Regions from separate parts of the Mus musculus genome. Here region 1 is linked to region 2. Evidence: chromatin contacts called from public HiChIP or PLAC-seq data. All regions are on one chromosome and are shown on one strand. The core of a region is the stretch at or near the end of the contact, and the rest is flanking DNA. Distances in the headings are between cores, read along the strand shown.

Region 1 (6,490 bases), core at 1,658-4,157, 46 kb after region 2:
TTCCCTCACTATTCTACAAGCTCTGCAAGGATAGAGATTTGTGCCTGTCTTGTCTTCTACTGGCACATGGTAGATACTCAATATGTATTAGTTGGATACATGCATAATTATTATAGGGAATGAGACTAATTTTATTCACGCAAACATTTTTCTTTCTATCTCACTGAGAATGACCACTAGAGCCTGGATCATCAACTGACATTATCTTATATATTCAGAAATGTCAGTGGTTTTTTTTTTTTTTTTTTTTTTTTTTTTTGCTGGTTACCTCATACAACAACTAGCTCTTTCAATGTCTACAGCCATTTATAGACAGGGATAACATCATTCTACTTCTTTCACGTTTTAACAAGAATTTATTGGGGCTGGAGAGATAGCTCAGCTGATGAAGCGCTTGTGTGTGCAAAGCACTGTGCTCAATTCTTAGCATCCCATGAATGGCATGATGCTATGTGTCTGTAACTCCCACACTCAGAGGGTAAAGGCAGTGTCTTAGTCAGGGTTTCTATTCCTGCACAAACATCATGACCAAGAAGCAAGTTGGGGAGGAAAGGGTTTATTCAGCTTACACTTCCATACTGCTGTTCATCACCAAAGGAAGTCAGGACTGGAACTCAAACAGGTCAGGAAGCAGGAGCTGATGCAGAGGCCATGGAGGGATGTTCTTTACGGGCTGTAAGCCTGCTCTCTTATAGAACCAAGACTACCAGCCCAGAGATGCTCCCACCCACAAGGGGCCTTTCCCCCTTGGTCACTAATTGAGAAAATGCCTGACAGTGTATATCACGGAGGCATTTCCTCAACTGAAGCTCCTTTCTCTGTGATAATCCAGCAGTGTCAAGTTGACACAAAGCTAGTCAGTACAGGCAGGAAGTCCAGAAGTTCGAGATAAGTTCAAGGTAAGCATGAGATATATGAGACCCTTTATAAAAAATTCCAGTTGAATTAATTAAAAAAGAATTTATCAATCTAGACAATGGTGATCTATATACACGTCTGTCTACTGAGAGCAATGGGTACGTGCAGGCAGGGTGCTAACATTCAAGAAACATTCTATGCTGTTTTTCTTCCTGTATGCATGAACTAGTTAGAAGAATGCAAAACAATGAAGAGCTAAAGAGACTATAAGTCAAGTTCTAATAGTGTTAGATTAGAATTTCCAATTCTAAAATAGAAGTTAGTCTAGTACAGCCATTGCCTAGCATGATCTATTTATAATATGTTGCTGCATATTTTGTTTGTGAATTCTAATATGGTATCTAAGAGAATTTCCATCTATTTCTTGTGATAATTTTTCTGGCTTGACATTTCCTAATGCCATCATGATCTTTTTTGCCTCAATGTTAATGGTTTGCCTCACTGGATCCTCTTGTGTGAATCACTCAGGTGAAAATGGGCAGAAGAAGAAAGCTATGTGAATGGACCCCTAAGTGGGAGAAAAACTGTAAAGCAAGCTGAGTCTTTGAAGTCAGATCAAAATTGTGAGGCAGAGAGTGAACAGGATGTATCTTCTGCTATTTCTCCTGGGGTTGGCTTCTGTTTTAGGCTTGTAATGAAGTAAACTTTTAATGGCCTTGATGACTGGTCTTAGTGACAGATAAAAGACTTGACAGTGTGTTTTAGCAGTGAGTGGCTTAAATGTGGTTTCGAACGTCAGTAAGTTGAGCTGACTGACACAACTTTTACCTGTAAATAAGGTTTATTCAGTTTGATAATGATAGAGTCAAGGCTGATGATGAGGGACTGTAGTGGTGGCCAGTTATTTCTTTAATTTTTGTTTCTTGTCCTATGAATGAAATGGTTTTATAAGTGATTGAATAAACTAGTTAAGATAGAATATTTACATACTATCACTAATCACTCTATTTTGCATATGGTGATGATTTAAAATGCAAAATTATTTTTGTGCCAAAAGATTATTGTACTTTTTGTATCAGAGTTATAATATATTCCCTCTCTGTCTCTCTGTCTCTCTCTGTCTTTCTCTCTCTGTGTACATGTTGTCATGTGTGGCACATGTTTATGTGTGCATGTAGAGGCCAGAGTCTTATGTTTAATGTCTTCCGTTATCACTGTTCTCCTTATATCGAATCAGAGTTTCTTACTTGAACCCAGAGATCACTGATTCACATAGTCTAATTGTCCAACTTAGTTGAGGGGAATCTTCTATCTTTATTTCCCTAATGGTAGGATTGCACGAAGGTCCACACAACTGCATGGCACTTATGCAAGTTTAGGAATTTGGACTTGAATTCTCATACTTGTATGACACAGTACTCTACCTACTGAGGCATCTTGCCAGTTCAAGTGAGAGAGAGATCGCTTTCTGTCTCCAGGGATAAAGGATTTAGAACTAAAATTTGAGGATCGTGGCTCTCTGCTCTGTTGACAAACTCTTTGGATTATTACGACTTGGGTCATCATTAAAAACAGGTCCCAACCAATCCTGATGCAGAAAGACCACATTATATGCTACACCACTGCAGTCTCATCAGCAATGGACTACGATATGATGAAGGTCTCACAATATTAAAAAAAAGTTCATAGAACCATTGTAACACAAAGAACAACTCACATGTTTGTGGGGATGCTGGTATAAACACACCTGGTGTATTGTTAGTCATAGAAGTAATCAGCACAATTATATAAATATGTAATACTTGCTAATGAAAACCAATGACTATGCATTTTTGTCATGCTATATGCTTTGCTGTTACTTTAGAGTGTAGTCCTGTCTATAAATTGAAAACTTACAGTAAGACAGTAAGCACATACCCCTTGCTGCACCCCCAACCAGACTCACACATCTTCATTTGCCACATTTCCTGATTGCATTAAGAGACTATGGGGAGTGATCGCCTGCGCCATGAAGGTTTGGGTGAGTGTACTCTGGGAGGTGAATGGCAGATGAAACTGCCAAGTGACTCACTTCTCAGAAAATCTCCCTGTTGTTAAGCAATGTATGACTGTACTGTCCCTAATGGTGGGAAGTTTCAAAGAGAAAGAAAAATAAGCAGTTTAAAGAATTATAGTTAGAAGAAGTCTGGATTCCTAACACCTCTTTACTATATTTAAGGAATCTTTAAGGAGCTGGGGAAAGAGCTGGCTTTCTCAAGTTTTACCCAGTGCCTTGTGTGGAGGTGAATCAGCAGCATTCCCTATGGTTGCTGAGTTGTTAATCTATTATTGTGATTATTATAATTGCTCTCAAAAAGTTATCCTTAGCCTTCAGAATTGAGATGAGATTTCATGGTCTCAACAGAAAAGACTGTTTTGTATATGCACATGTATATGTACATATGTACAAGTACATACACACATATCTGCACATAGGTATAAATGTGTGTGTGTATATATATATATATATATATATATAAATTTATGTGTCAGAAAGTCCCACAATGCAACCCATGTTGTTCTTAAACTTGGGATCTGCCTGTCTATTTCTTGAGTATTACAGGCAATCATTATGCCATAGTTATTTTCTTATGTTTTGAAAATACTCTTCCACTTTATTTATTTAAATTTTACTACACTTACTTATTTTGTGTTTATGTGGAGGCCACCAAGGTGCATATCAGACAATTTTCGAGAGTCAGTTTTCTTCTCCCACTGTATTGGCCCAGGGGATTAAACTCAGGTCATCAGTCTTGGCAGCAACTGTCATTACCTGCTGAGCCATCTTATTGGCTCCTTATTTTTTCTTTGTGAGACAAGGTCTTGCTATGTAGCCCAGGGTGACCTACAACTCCTAATCCTCCAGTCTTAATCTCCGAATTAAAACATCTTTGCATTGCAGTCACATGCACAGATACCTCAGTAGTGTTTGGAGTACGCTCAGAAGTATATAAAGAAAATCAAGAAGATGAAGATATGAATATTGCCCAGCAAGACAAGGGCTCCTCTGCTTCTGTTTTCATAACTTGATCAGAGGATTTACCAAGCCAGTTTCCTCAGATTACTAGATACTGAAAGCATCTGCTCCAAAAGATGTGGTCACAAACCAAGATTATCTCAAAAAGGAAAAGCAGCCAACCCTCGGCCCCAGGCTAGCTCGTCTTTTGTGTTGCTTTGTGGGAGTAGAAGAAAACCGTACTTGTGCATTTGGAGAATGCTCTTTATTATAGGACCAAAGCCACATCTATATTGCAGCATGTGTTCAAATGAATCAGATTTTACACTATTCAGCAAAAATTTTTTGTGCAAATCCCTTTGAGAATCAGAAGTTGAATGGTGGTGCATACTTTCTAAGGAAGGATCGAGAGTCACAGTAAATAGAATTATTTGTAGGCATTGCTGGCATATATATATATATATATATATATATATATCGTTTTAAAATATAGTATCTAATATGTTCTTAGCAAATCTTTAAACCGTGGCTGTGAAGAGGGTAACATTGCAGAGTACCCAGGATGTAAGGACCACAAAGTCCTTCCGATGTGGGGAGTGTCTTGAACACTGCTTTGCGGAGCACCCCATCAAGATTCTAGAAAGTTCCCAAGGTGGTGTGTGCCTGAACATCCTTCTGTGTCTTGCTTTCCTCTAGAAGGCACTTATAGATAGCTCATATCAAAAGAGTCCCAAAGTCACTGAGTTTGGGGCACATGACCCCTGCCCTGACACTGTTAAAGTTCATTCTTAGGTAAAGCTGATTGAAACCTTGAGATGTTTTCCTTACTTCTCCGTTCACATTTACTTGCTTATTTTAAACATTGGGTGAGAATCTTTAAGTCTACTGTAAAGCACACAATCTGGAAAGTCCACTGGCTTCCCAGTGAAAACTCTTCTCCTGGCATCTTCACTCTAGTCTGGGTCAGCCCTAGGGCAACTGTTTCTGACCCACATTGTTAGTCCCTATTGTGTTTGTCCTTGTTTTTGAAGCAGTCATCCTTCAAGGAGTACCTTATTTCCCCTCTGTTTTCCTGATCACCGTGGTAGCAAAACAACAGGTCATGACGTAACCCTGAGAAGTAAAGTTACCAAACTTCTAAGAGACTTCCTCATTTCAGTCTCAATTTGAAATCTGTAAATGGCATTTATGAACTTAGGGAATCCTGTAGGGCCAGGGCCAGAGAATTCATAATTAGGAGAGTTAGGGTCATTGGTCATGGCCAGATGTCAACCCAGTCTCTCACTTCTAAAACACAGACCGAAGCAGAAAGCATGGAATCTGGAGAAGTCTACACTAGGTCCTCTGTGTATGAATTTTTCTCTTTTCTTTTCTTTTCTTTTCTTTTCTTTTCTTTTCTTTTCTTTTCTTTTCTTTTCTTTTCTTTTCTTTTCTTTTCTTTCCTTTCCTTTCCTTTCCTTTCCTTTCCTTTCCTTTCCTTTCTTTCCTTTTCCTTCCTTCCTTCCTTCCTTTCTTCCTTCCTTCCTTCCTTCCTTCCTTCCTTCCTTCCTTCCTTCCTTCCTTCCTTCCTCCCTCCCTCCCTCCCTCCCTCCCTCCCTCCCTCCCTCCCCCCCCCCTCTCTCTCTCTCTCTCTTTCTCTTTCTTTCTTTCTTTCTTTCTTTCTTTCTTTCTTTCTTTCTTTCTTTCTTTCTTTCTTTCTTTCTTTGTGGAACTCCTTCTTTCTTCCTTTCTTTGTGGAACTCCTAACTGTGGGAGCATGTGTGTCTTTAACTCATTGAAATTCTTTTCCTCCTGTTTGGTTGCCTTGTTCAGCCTCAGTGTGAGAGCTTTTCCTTTGTCTTACTGTATTTTGGTTTGTTGTGTTTGGTTTTTGTCTCATGCAGGGACTGCTCTTTTCTGAAGGGAGATGGAGGACTAGTGGATCTGGGGAAGAGGAGAGATGATGGGGGAAGCTGGGAGGAGTGGAGGGAAGGAAAAGTGTGGTTGGGATTTATTATGTTAGAGAAAAGACAATTTAAATCTCTACGGAACCCTAAAGATAAATACAGTTAATACCCACTACTCTTTATAGACACTTCTCACTTTGAATTGTGCTAGTCTATGTGTGTTCTACAAAAACGTAGTTCCAATATATCAGCCATGTAAACATAATTTTACAAAATGGGGAAAATATATTTATCTTCTTTCAACATGCTGTTACTTTCTTTTTGTCTGCAGTAACAGCTACAAGAAGGCCTTTCTATGATTATGAAAAGAGAGTTTGAAATATAAAAATAAGTGAGATACATAAAAAATATCAAGCAGTGAATAACAAGCCTAGCATTCTTTCCATTCCACAAGAGATATCATCTGTTTTGACAGATGGCAAAGTTCAGGACACCCAAATCCCAGGAAGTATGCTATAACACAAAGAAAGCACCCATATCGTGCTCTGGAGTAAAATTATTTGGATAAGTCAGTCACTAATAGAATTTTATTTTCACATCGGCACAAAAATGTAAATGGAATCAGGATGAAATAAATACAGTGGTGTTTCTAAACTGTTCCATCACAGTACCCTTTACCCTTCACTGGATCCAAAAGGGCAGCCAGAACGGGCACAGATTCCAGGCAGGATCTTTCCATTTTTGCTCATTG
Region 2 (6,955 bases), core at 552-3,051:
TGTCTCTGGACTTTGGGTCTGAACAGTCTGTAGGACACACTAACTGTCCACCTCTGCTCACTGGGTCTCAGTGACACCACACCTAAGGAAGTTAGCAACTTGGAGCTGTTTTTTTTTTTTTTTTTCCCTTTCTCTTTCTCAAACAGCTGGAATCCATGGTGTTTGTGGAGCCTGCCTGGGAGGGATGGAGAGTGTGCAGGGCCCATGGAGGGGCGCAGCTTTTAAGTTTGAGGGAGTCAAAATACCTTTGAAGACTTAGATGAAAGTTTTGGCTCTCTTCTTCAGAAAGAAAAAAAAAATCCATCCATCATTTACCCTTTTATGGAGTTCTCTAATGTTCAGAAAACCATCCACATAACTCCACTGTAAGGAACGGAGCTGAGACTGGGGCATGCTTTCCAGGTGTCTCAGCTCTCATCCAGCCTTCCTTAGCATAGGCATACTCTCCCTGGGAGTCGAGAGCTCATACCCCCACCCCCAACCCTATGGTAGGAGGGTGAGGGAGTAGCGATAGTCCCACTGAGTGGAGTTTGACACCCCCCAGCTCCCTAGGAGTACCATTCAGGAGCCTCTGACTCAGCTCCCCTCCCCCTCTTTGAGGAGACACTTCCAGTTTTTCCTGCTCTTTTCTGTTCCTCCACCCACCTCTCCACCCCATTTCCCACTGGCCTTCAAACTTGAACTTTCCCAGGTCCTTCAAATACTTACCCCAGTCTCTGGGGGATCCAGAAGCCAGCCCAGCTCTCCTTGTGCTGTGCTTGTGTCCATTAGAGTGACTGAATGGGGGAGAAAAGAACGATGTCATCCCTGGGGTGGTGGTACCCAACTCCCTACACTGGGTATTCTGGGACTCCCCAGTCCGAGGCTGCCCAGAACGTCTTCCTAACAGTGTGACATCCTGAGGCAGAGGAGAAAGGCAGAGTGGGGCAAGGGCTGGGGGACTGGTGCCTGAACCAGAGTCAGGACGGCAAGCGTTGGAAGAGCAACCCCAGACGTGGCACCCACGGAGCCCTGGAGAACATCTGCAAGGATGCCGTGGGCGGACGTCAGGGAAGCTAAGCCTTTGTAGTCCTGAGTGGGACCCTGGCAGGGGGATCCTGCTGGATTTTGACTCCAGTTGTCAGTGGCCTGCTCTGGTAGGTGAGGGTAGAGGAGGTGGGGCCTTAGGTGAAGCTATGATTTTGGGAAGTGGGAGGGGCATGGACAGAGTGTGCAAAACTTTAGGTGGAAGATTGGACCCCTACACCTAGCAATCCCAAAAGTTCTAATCCTTCCACCACTGGAGGATTATTTGTGCTCCGGTTAGGCTGGCAGAAGGAGGCTTTCCGCCTCAGACTTCTGAGTGCTGCTGCAAAGTCAGGGGTGGGCATTTGGAGGGTCCCATGATGCTGCAGTAGGAATGCAGCTTCCTGGCTGTGGTCAGGAACTCCCTCTCCAACCGCAGCAAATAGTGCTGGCCAACAGAGTAGGGGTGACTGATCCCGTGGGCAGGAGTCTGGGGTTAAAGACCAAAGATTGGCCTGGCCAATCGATCTTCCCGCTACTGGGGAGAAGCCAGGGAGAAGTAGTGGGGCTCGGGGAAGAGGGCCTCCTCAGGAATGCCGGCTCTTGCAGGCTGCTGCCCGTCAGCCGGGAAAGGGAGAGGGCGGGGGTCGGTACCTTCCTCGGCGCGCGCCCCCGGGGGCAGCGGGGCGCAGAGCAGCAGCAGCAGCAATGCAAGCCCCAGGGGCCAGCGCCGCTCCATGGCGCCGGCCGGGACCTGGGACCACGGCCCCTACGGCTGGGCCAGGTCGCGAGGGACTGGGCGATCCAGGCCGGCTAGGCGGGGGCGGAGGGCGGGGCCAGATGAGGGGCGGGGCCTCAGCCTCACCTGGTTCACCTTCTTAAAGGGACAGGAGGACAGGAAGGAAACTTGTTAGACAGGTAATAAACTTTAAAACCTGGAGGCGTCTTGGTTGGAATGAGACTGAAGGCGCCGCCTAGTGGGTGTTGCTAGGAATTGACTAGACAGACATTCTTAAATGTATCCTAAACCCAACCCAGTTTTGATCCAGCTTTCAATCGAATTCAGCTTGACTTAAAAAAGATCTCCGTTTTACTCCCTTTCTTTTCTGTGGACTCGAGACTTGTCATGCTCACTTGGAAATTTAGGAGTGGGAGACATTCCTTCATCCTGTTCGGCTTCGATGACAACCATGCAAATTGGTACAATCCTTAACAAAGTCAGGAGTAATCCTCAGGGGGGGGGGGGGGGGAAGCTGGCGTGACCAGGGTGTTTAGTGGCAGAGAAAGATTGAGATTGAGAAAGGCCTGCAGGCAGGGAGCCTCAAGGTGTGCTCAGGGAGTGGTACATGGACCAGTTTGACTGCTGGGGCACAGCATTTGTCTTGGGAGCCAGGGCAGAAAGACAGGTGTGGACCAGAACCGGGAAGGTTTTGGTAAACAGGAGGAGGAGTTTGAACTTTGCCTTATACCCACGGTGCAGACACGGGGACCTGGGGAGCATTTCCAGTACAGTTTTAGTGAAGAGGTGGCAGCTCTGGGCTCTCTCTTTGGGACTGCCTCCCATCCTACTTAATAGATGTCTGTTCAGCTTTCACTATGTATGTGTTTTAAGCTCAGAGACAGTAAAGTACTTATCCTAAACAAATTACTTGTCTGAAGAGGGCTAGGGGGTAGGGGGAGCTGAAGTCAGCACACAGATGACTATAAGGTAAGCAGGGCGGAACCCCAAAGAGATGAAAACAGGCTAGCAGTGTGAGCTATGCAGCCACTCATGGCTCCAGTCCCTGGGGCCCCTCTTTTTCATCCTTTTCTGGCTTCACCCCATTAATATGACTCACGCATATCTTTTTACCATTTAAATTGTTGCATATTTTGGTCATTGTACTGGAGGGGAAGTGGTAGATCGTAGATACTATTAGAATTAATGCTTCTTCTTATTTTCCATTTTAAAAAAATATATAAGTATTGGTAGATAAATATGATCCCTAATTTCTTGACCTACCCTACTCTTGTTGACATAAATAAGTAAATGTAATATATAATAGTCATTGGAAAAACCATGTTCAATGGGAAGAACTAAATGTTGAATAGAACTCTTCTTTCCCCACTCTGTAAAATGCTCTAAGTTAAAAATCATCTACTATTTTTTTGTAGTTCCTCTCAAAATTCTCTCTATGTCTCCATACAACTTTATACTTTCCCTGTCTGTCAGTCTCTCTCTCTCTCTCTCTCCCTCTCTCCACTTCTCTACACAGATAAGCATTTAAACTGCGGGTAGGGGTTAGGGCACAGAGGACACATACTACTTTGCACTAGGGATATCTTTTCTTGATGTTCGGCATCTGGCAAGGAGAAGGCCCATGCCTGCTCTCCAGGCAGAGCGTTGTGATTTCAGCAGGGAGGAATGGATAAAGGGTACAAAGCCAACAGAAGGGGGGATGGAGCAGTATTGGACAATCACTGCTAGGAAATAAGCCAGACTCTGATGAGGTAATGCATGTGCTCATTCGTGGGGTTTGTTAAAGTTAGAAGACCCTTGGGACCCAAGGAGATGAGGGAATTATGTCATGCAATGGAAGCTGGAGTGTTGAGCTCTGGAAAGGAGCCTTGCTTTTGTTTTAGGGTAAACTTTCTATATTGGTGTGCATTGTTTGTTTTTTTTGTTTTGTTTTGTCAACTAGGCACAAGCTATAGTTATTTGGGAACAGGAAAAAGTTGAAGTATTGCCTCTGTCAGATTGGCCTGTGGGCAAGTCTGTGAAGGTATTGCCAAGTTTAAAGACTAGTGTAGGAGGACCCAGTGCACTGTGGGCAGTGCCGTTCCTGGGCAGGTGGTCCTAGGGAGTATCAGAAAGCACACTGAGTAAACCTTGGGATGCAAGCCAGGAAGCAGTGTACTTTTAGGAACTCTGCTTCAGTTCTTACCCCAGGTTCCTGCCTAATGGCGTCCCTTCATCCCATCCTTTCCTCCCCAAGCTGCATCCATATGGCTCCTGAGTCCTTTACCTTCATTCAAGGTGACCTCAGTGTGACATTTCTTTCTGATGTGTGTTACACACAGGAGGCACTTTCAATTTTGGACTCTGTCTTTAGCTAGCAGTGTGACCCATGTCGAGATATTTACACTCTCTGGGCTTCGGTTTCACTGAAGCAACATTATCTCTGTGGCTATTTCCAGGGCCTTTCCTGGCCAACGGAAAGGCATCAGGATTCTGAGTCAGAAAACTTAGGCCAGTTCCCTTGATTGTTCGGTGCTTTAGTTTCCTTGACTATAAAATGAGATTAATCAAGCTCATCTCATAAATCAGGAAAGACAATCAGATGGGAGAAAGCCCTTCCTTACCTCCCTGAGTGAATGTTAATTTTCTAGAGGAGCATTGGGGTCTGGGGCTTGTGATGCTCTCCCGAGGGCGGGGCCTCTTACCTTACTCCTGAGCTCAACAACCTTTGTGACTAACATATCATTCTTTTTTTTTCCTTTAAAAATTAATTTTATTGAGGACAGACAAGGGATAAACTGCACCCATTCTGAGTAAACAGTTCAGTGGGCTCTGACAAACGCATATGTCCTCATTCCAGCCACTTCAACCCAGATACAAACTGCTCCTATTATTTAGAAATCTTTCCCTGTGCCTCTTTGAACAATTGCACTTCTGGCCCCAGGGATCTGTCAGCATAGATAAGCGAGTCCTTTTCCAGAATTTCATTAGTCTCTGGGGTCTGGCTTTTCCTCTTTAGCAGGATGTTACCACGATGCCTCTCCACTGCACATGTGTCAAATGTTGGCACTTGTTGCTAAGCACCATCCTCTGTGTGGATGTCCTAAGACATTACTTAACAATTCTAAGTGACAACTGAAAACTTCTTCTCCACTCTGCTTCCCTAGCCTCCAAGGCCTCTGATCTGAGGGCCTCCCACTCGTTCTCTGCTCCTCCCTAGTTGAAGTGGTCTGGTTTCTTCTTAACTCAGCAGTCAGGAAGGAGAGCTGCAGTCTCTGCAGCTGGGGCTTCCCCTGAACTCTTGCTTATTCCTGTAACCCTGGACTTCACACTGCTTTGGTTATAGTGTCCCCTCTTTTCCCTGACTGGTTCCTTTCTGACCCAGGATAAGGTTAAATTGCACCCAGCTTAGGTCAAGGCCTTGTATATCCAAAAAGCTCTGGTTAAAACCCAACTTAGATCCCTAGAAGGGTGGCCCATAAGGCGGCTAGTAAACCACACTGAGAGCATTAGTACAAATTAACTTATCAGATCAGTGTCAGGTCTCCTAACAAGGGCTCATGTAGATGGGACCAGAACAGCTTTGCTAGTTACAAGGGGCGGGCCCACACTCGCAGAAGCAAGATTTAGGAGATTGTGTGGGCTGTGGGAAGGAAACCTAGCTCATAGCTGTGCAGCGTTGGAGTGGATTCTGTACATCTTTGATCATAGCCTGGTCTGGTCTTCCCCTTCCCTTCTCAGCTGTGTGCTTACCTATCTCCCCTCTGATCCTGGTTTACTATCAGGCACAGGGGCGGGGATAATAATAGTTACCGTTTATTACAGCACCTACGCATGCTCCTGGGCACTTTACATATATTATGTCTCTTCTCACACCAACCCTTTGAGCAGTGTGTTATTAGTCCATTTTATAGATGGAAAAATCCAGGCACTGACAGGGGAAGTCACTTGTAAAACCAGGATTGAATTCAGTTCTGTAGGACCGGCTAGCATCCCTAACTCAGGGTTTTCAGAAGCAAAGATGTCAGGGTCACCCCTTTGGCTCATTCCTCCATCCCTATGCAGTCAAAGAAACCTGTATCATAATGTAAAGTCTAATCAAATATGTTTTCCTAATTTTGTGTTTTATAAAATGGAGTCACCTGGAATGAACTTCTTGGCATTTGAGGTCTTTGGTTCATATTGCAGGTGTGAGATTTAGTCACGTGGTTCCATGTTGATTTCTTCTACAAGTGTATGATTCACTCTTATTCATTGTATGAAGAACGTCTTATTTTTAAAGGACTCTTGCTCTACGGTGGTTAAGTGTTCTACACTTGAATTGCTACATTGGGTGACTCCCATTGTTTATCCTGCTTGCCCGTGTGCCTTCTAAGCAGGTTTAATCCCACTGAGAGGAACTTCCATTAAGGTTTGGCTAACTTTACAAGTCACTGATTGATTAGCATATACCGAGGCAGCCTGTGGCCATTCTCTTCACCCCAGATGTTTTCCTCTCGATCCACACCATTTTGCTAGGAGGGAGACACTCAAATTGTTCAGGTACTTGAGTCTTCATATCAGAACCTGGTCTGTTCTGAGATAGTAGCAGTTTGAAGTTTCTCTGAGGTGTCTTGGGAGGTTTACCTAATCACTTGTTTGATATTATGCAAACTACATTAGCCTCAGCTTAGCACCTGTACAAAATGAGGGGGTGGTGATGCTATGATATGAATGCGTTCGTGCCCCCCAAGCTTTATGTATTGAGAATTTAATCACCGGTTCATATACTTGGGAATTAGGCCTTTGGGAAGCAACTTGGATTAGATGCCATCACCAGGGTAGGTCTTTTTTTGTTTGTTTGTTTGTTTTGTTTTTTGTTTTTCAAGACAGGGTTTCTCTGTATAGCCCTGGCTGTCCTGGAACTCACTCTGTAGACCAGGCTGGCCTCAAATTCAGAAATCCGCCTGCCTCTGCCTCCCGAGTGCTGGGATTAAAGGCGCACACCACCACGCCCGGCTGCACCAGGGTAGGTCTTATGAAGGCTTTATACAATGAAGAAGACACTCAAGTTTTTACCCCAGCTCTGTCTTGTCCTGGTGTGATGCAATCAAAAGGCTCCTAGCAGATGCCTTTTGCTAAGATACTCACTCTATACTTTTGACTTCTCCAGCTCCAGAACCTAAATCAACTCCTCTTCTTCACAAATCACTCAGTCTTGGGTATTTTGTTACAGTAACAGAAAAAAGGAGG

Evidence for each region. HiChIP or PLAC-seq counts read pairs in DNA pulled down with a chosen protein or histone mark.
Region 1: a CTCF HiChIP or PLAC-seq map of the NIH/3T3 cell line shows a contact between it and region 2, with 14 read pairs. The contact joins the enhancer-like site here to the promoter of Epha1 in region 2. A contact is called at or near these places in 7 of 39 promoter capture datasets (the 3T3-L1 cell line, 3T3-L1-derived adipocytes, embryonic stem cells and 3 more), 1 of 15 datasets of contacts at CTCF or cohesin (the NIH/3T3 cell line), 17 of 484 Hi-C or Micro-C datasets (the C2C12 cell line, LSK cells, adipose-derived mesenchymal stem cells and 9 more), 5 of 115 datasets of contacts at active chromatin or transcription factors (bone marrow-derived dendritic cells, embryonic fibroblasts, embryonic stem cells and 1 more) and 2 of 9 other capture datasets (adipose tissue and liver).

Annotation. Positions count from the first base shown.
Region 1 is chr6:42,416,729-42,423,218 of GRCm38.p6, forward strand. No RefSeq gene overlaps it. Among named protein-coding and RNA genes, the nearest start is that of Tas2r135, 14 kb to the left of the region's middle. Within about 2 kb of position 2,908, at least 54 of the 459 cell types and tissues checked have an H3K27ac peak or open chromatin away from gene starts, as enhancers often do. A contact at or near this core is called in the C2C12 cell line, the NIH/3T3 cell line, adipose-derived mesenchymal stem cells and 3 more, where this site is marked.
Region 2 is chr6:42,371,467-42,378,421 of GRCm38.p6, forward strand. Epha1 (Eph receptor A1) reads right to left here and starts at 1,802. Exons shown (of 18, transcript NM_023580.4): 1 at 1,660-1,802; 2 at 709-776. The coding sequence starts at 1,744. All of the region lies in intron 2 of 2010310C07Rik (RIKEN cDNA 2010310C07 gene), which reads left to right.